Linked DNA regions of Mus musculus: region 2 is linked to region 1. Evidence: chromatin contacts called from public promoter capture Hi-C data. All regions are on one chromosome and are shown on one strand. The core of a region is the stretch at or near the end of the contact, and the rest is flanking DNA. Distances in the headings are between cores, read along the strand shown. Region 1 holds the start of Clip4 (CAP-GLY domain containing linker protein family, member 4). Region 2 holds the start of Ehd3 (EH-domain containing 3).

The links. Promoter capture Hi-C pulls out the DNA fragments that hold promoters and counts their contacts.
Region 2: a promoter capture Hi-C map of hippocampal neurons shows a contact between it and region 1, with 4 times the contacts expected there. The contact joins the promoter of Ehd3 here to the promoter of Clip4 in region 1. A contact is called at or near these places in 2 of 39 promoter capture datasets (HPC-7-derived erythroid cells and hippocampal neurons).

Annotation. Positions count from the first base shown.
Region 1 is chr17:71,780,620-71,783,243 of GRCm38.p6, reverse strand. Clip4 (CAP-GLY domain containing linker protein family, member 4) reads right to left here and starts at 1,297. Exons shown (of 16, transcript NM_030179.3): 1 at 1,175-1,297. Gm30140 (a long non-coding RNA gene) reads left to right here and starts at 562. Exons shown (of 4, transcript XR_001782175.2): 1 at 562-1,473; 2 at 1,567-1,641; 3 at 1,775-1,895.
Region 2 is chr17:73,803,556-73,806,179 of GRCm38.p6, reverse strand. Ehd3 (EH-domain containing 3) reads right to left here and starts at 1,339. Exons shown (of 6, transcript NM_020578.3): 1 at 711-1,339. The coding sequence starts at 937.

The DNA.
Region 1 (2,624 bases), core at 48-2,547:
CTCCTGCAACTTCTCAAGGCGAATTAGTATGAAGGAATCTCAGAGCAGCAAGGCGAGGCGAAGCCAGTTCAGTTTGGAACACGCATGGCCACGGGTTTCTTAATGATCTAAGTCGGAGGAGGATGCGAATGAGAACATGATGAGCCAAGCTTATGAGAACCCACCAGGGTGCGCAGCCCCACGCGTGGGAGATACTCCGGGGTTCCGGGGAGCGCGGGCCTCAGCCGGGCACCCATCTCAGCCGGAGAGCAAGCGACACAAGCACCCACTTCTCCGCCCGCCGGGCCGCGTCCTGGGAGGCCTCCGGGCAGCTCGGTGGGGCCCGCACCGCCAACCGCCTAGCGGCCGGCCCTCCCGGCCTCCGGGTCCCGCCGCCCCCCAGCGTCCCGCCACCTGCCTGCTCCGGGTCCCCGAGGAGCGCCGGCTGCGGACGCGGGGCGCAGAGGCCAGGCGCAGGGGCGGGCGGGCGCGCTCCCGCCCTCCCGCAGGGGTCCCGTGGCTGCCGCCGAGCCTCCAGCCGGGCAGCAGCAACCCGCCGCCTTCCACGCCGCGCGCGCCGGAACCGGGCCCCCCACGCGGGTCGGCGCGCGCGCAGTGCAGCCGCCTGGGCTGCGCGCAGGCCTCGGCCCTGGGCCCGGCGCACGCGCCTGCGCTCGCTCGCCTCCTGCTTGCGCCCCCTGTGCCCCCAACAGGAGGAAGGTCTGGCGGCGGCTGCACCTGCTGTGCCCAAACTCACAGTCCAGTGGCCTTTCCCAGAGCCCCTGCGGTGCCATGCACAAATGGGGATCTGTCCAGAGAGGCACAACCAGGCTCTAAAAGGAACCTTGGCTGGCCAGGATGGTGATTTGGGGCTGCAGCAGGCACACCCTCCTCTTGCATGGTCTTAGTTGGCCCTATTTGCCACCCCCCTTGCTTTCTAGCATCCTGGGCTGGAAGAGTTCCCACCTACAGCATCTGGTAGGCAGAGACCACATCTCACCCATGCATAGGGAGGCCATGTATGGCCTAGGGTAAGATCCGTCAGTCAATTATCTGTTTCCAGGTCCTGCTGTGAAAACCCCTCTCAATACCCAACTGAGCAATTACAAAGGAAGTGTGCCAGCCAAAGGGAAGAAATGAATAGTCACAGGGCACACTTACACATTCCTTAGTTTTCTGCTCCCTCCTCACCTACCTCATACTTCTCATCTCTTCCATCTTCTCATAACCAGAAAGAAGTGACATTGAAACCCTAGCAGATGTGGGCGCTGGCATTTCTAGTTCTTCCCCATGCTGCAGAAAGGTGTTGGTCTTTAATAGGGAGAGCTAAATGTGACTGACAAGTTTGTAAACTTGAGTTAAGGATGTCACAGCCAAGCTCTTCGAGGCCTCACAAACTGTAACCCTGTTGGTGTTTCTTCCCTATCGTGTGGTAACTAACTTGTTGAGAGACCATATGAATGGATGTCCATCAGCATCTCTGCCAGCCCAGAGGTAAGTGCACACCACACCCCAGAGCACTTTTCCAGTTCGAACTGTTGGCTCTGGAGGCTAGGAAAACAAACACAAATACTTTCTCCTTGCTAGAGTCCTCACAACATTCTCCCACCAAGTGACTCTACTTGGATACTCGGAAGAAGAAGGAACTCGCTAACTCTTAAGGTAGCTTAGACTAGCCTTTGGCAAAACATCCTTCCTTGGGAGCTAAAATCTAGGGTTGTTTCTGCCATGGATGTTGTCAAAGAACATCTAACTCCAGTTCAAGAGAGAACAATGAGCATTCTCTGTCTCTCAGGCCGTTCGTCGATAGTGCAGTTGGGACCCTACTCACCAGCCGGTTGAAGGACTCCTCGGAGTGCATCCTGGCTTGTCTTGAGCCTTTCTAAATGAGATTCTCAGAATGGAACGGCGACCTGGTAAGTACCGAGACGAGCCTGCCACCTCTGCCTACCTCTTGAGCTTCTACTAACTCAACCCAAGATATCCAAATAGTTGTTTGAGGCGGTCAGAGCACAGTGGAGAACTGGGTGGGGCACAGGGCCAACTAAAACTCAGGGTGCTTATGCAGTACTAAATTCCACCATCCCACACCCCTGGGCAGCTGCCAGGTTCTCTTTCCCTGCAGACTCTTGTCTTCATGCACTCTTGAGGATGGTAATGTAACACAGATGCTTATCCCTCCCTCGGAGGACACCACACACACACACACACACACACACACACACACACCCCTTTCCCTGTTTTTCTCACACCCAATTCTTGCCTAACCCACCCACCTCCTCAGCTGGCTAAAAGAGAAAGCAATTTGCCTTTTGTTGGCTCTAAGTGCCACTGAAACACGGAAACCCATAAGGATCTGTTGTAACAGGAGCTGCTGGTGATATTTTCCGAGCGACACAGTTTACTTTTATTGCTTTTTTTTTTAAAGTATCCACCAAGATACCACTATTAGTAGGTGATGGGGTGTGGCAAGCTGAGTGGTACTAAGCTATAATGAAGATCTCTGTTAGAACCAGCCAGACTACTGGCTCTTCCTGCTACACCCAACATACACAGTACACAGGCAAATTCCAGGGACAACAAGTCACCAGGGAGAGTCTGCCACTCACTTAGCTGCCTTTATTCCAAAACCTGAAACTACTCCT
Region 2 (2,624 bases), core at 90-2,589, 2.0 Mb before region 1:
CTCCCTGTTAAAGTTACAGGCACGTAGCTAACATTTTTCACAGGCACCGAGGGCTGCTTCCATCTTGTGCAGCTCTAAACCATCACGTATCCTCCCATCACCTCTGCTATCTCACCTGCAAAGTCAAGGGCCAGATGAGGCATCTTAGTATCTCCTCTACTTCTGTAAGCTGCTTTATTATTATTATTATTATTATTATTATTATTATTATTATTATTATTATTGAACTATTAAGTTCAAAGAAGAAACTTATTAAAAGTATTCTGCTTCTCTAAGAGACAGCCCTAAAAGCACTGTCAGAGAGAAGGAAAAACGGTAAAAGAATAAATGACCCCAGGGTCTCCAGTTCACCCCCATCCCCAGGCCCGCGACCATGAGAACAACTCGGCTGCAAAGGTAAGGCTCCCCGGGATAATCCCAAGCCCTTCACGAGATAAGAGATTCTAGTCAAAAGGAGGGTTACGGTATCCCCACCTTCATTAGGAGTCTGGTTCCTTCTGTGCCTCAGTTTCAGTGCCCAGATCAGACAACAGGGATGACTCTTAATAAAATGACCAGGGCTAAGAACTGAGGAGGGACATCATATAGGAATCAATGGGGGACTCGGTAGTAGGATCAACTTTTGAGGCCTCCCACAGGGATTTCTTCAGAGCCCTTAATGGAAGACTTTCCACGTCACCCGGAAGGCTCAGCACCCAGATGAGGCTCACCTGATGAAGGTGGTCTTGCCGGTAGAGTACTGGCCCACCAACAGGACCATGGGCTTGTTGTCGAAATCAGCATCTTCCAGGGCGGGCGAGTGGAACTCGTGGAAGCGGTAATACTCTTCCAGAGGCAGCAGCTTGGTCTTGTAGAGTTTTTTGAGTCCATCGCTCACCGTCTGGAAGACCTCAGGGTCCTTCTTGCGGCGATCATCGTTACCCAGCCAACTGAACATTGTGACAGCTGGGAGGAAGCTCCCGGGAGTGGCACCCGCCTAGCTCGAACAACGCCGCCACTACTGCCTTACCAGAGCTCGGGGCTCAGACGCACCATGGCCCGGGCTGCCCCAGCTGCTGGATTCAGTCCAGTCCCAGGTTCATCCACAGCCCGGTTGGAGAGAAGGATGCTGTGGATTGTGTCAAGAGAACTGCAACCTTGGAAATTAAAGACAAACCTGCCGGGAAGCCGAAGCCTGAGTTCCAGGTCTCCCCAGATAGATGACTAAAGGATGCTCGAGCTCCGCTACTGCGGAGCCCAGGCTGCGCCGGGTAGGCAGCGGCTCACACAGCTCCGCATCCGCAGCAGCATCCCGCCGCCCCCGGCGCGCGTTTAAATGCCAGACGTGCAGGAAGTCCCCGAGAACTGGCAAAACCCGGCCAGCTCCACGGTCAGGGCGACGCGAAGCCAAGGAGGGCGCCGCCATGTCTATGGGCAGGCGCTCTGCGGCCGCGCGGACTCTATCTGCAAAAAGCTGCTGCCAGAGTCCTGTGGGAAAGCGCAGGCATTTCTTTCCCAGCCCTGGGGATTTGACTTGGGAGCAGCGCCCTCTCAAGGACGGAGACTAAGACAGCCTTGACCTACTCTACCGTTTTGAGACTCAGTTCCTTTGGTTACTGAGGTCAGTTCCCTGGGGATACTAATATTGGGACCCATTTGGGGAAAATTCTACTGTATTTTCCTTGGGGCATGGAAAGAAGGTGCCCCTGACAAGTGACATAAAATAACCAAAAAATCAGTAACTTATCTTTTCACCAGGCCTGAGGTGAAGTGAAAAACAAACAACAAACAAAAACGGCTTTCCTCTTTCTCTCCTCCCCCTCTCTCCCACTCAATACGGTAGGTAAAACCAGCAAAACACACACAGGCAGGGAGTGCTAAGGGGCAGCGACCTAATTTGACACAACTACATACAAAGCTGAGTCTTTGAGGAGCCTTTTAGGAGATGTAGCAGGGTAGAATTACAACAGACACGAAAAGAGGCAGGCAAATTTCTGAGTTTGAGGCCAGCCTGGTCTACAAAGCGAGTTCCAGGATAGCCAGGGCTACACAGAGAAACCCTGTCTCAAAAAAAAAAAAAAATTAAATTAAATAAAAATAAGAATAAAAAAAAAAGCAAGCAAGCAAGCAGAACCATCTTTTGCTTTTTTCGTGGTCAATTTGAAGGCATTACAGGAAACATGGCTGTGAGATGTCTCTTCAAGGATGAGCTGAGAGAAGACTGGAAGGCATTTGAGGTCACATAAAAAGCCTTCTTAAAAACAATCCAGAGCAGTGTAAAGATTTTGGCAGAGCTACATCCAAAATGGTAGATCGTGAAATGTATGATGGGAACAGGCATGGAAGAATGTGCACACCAAGATAGGAGCCAAACAAGAAATGGGAAACCCATAAGAATATCATTACCAATAATTGCTATGTAACAAAATGCTCACCAAGCACAGGGGTTGCTGAGATCTCAGGAAGCAACATTGTAGCGCCCCTCTGAGGAAGATCGTGCCATTGCCAGCAATGCCAAGAACAGTGATGAGACATTGGCCAGATGTGGCAAAGGGTGGGGCAGCAACAAGGAACAAAGTCAATGACAGTTCTAGAAGGATTCTAACCAGTGAGGTGGCAAGCCTTTCCTCTCTCCTAAGGCAGAG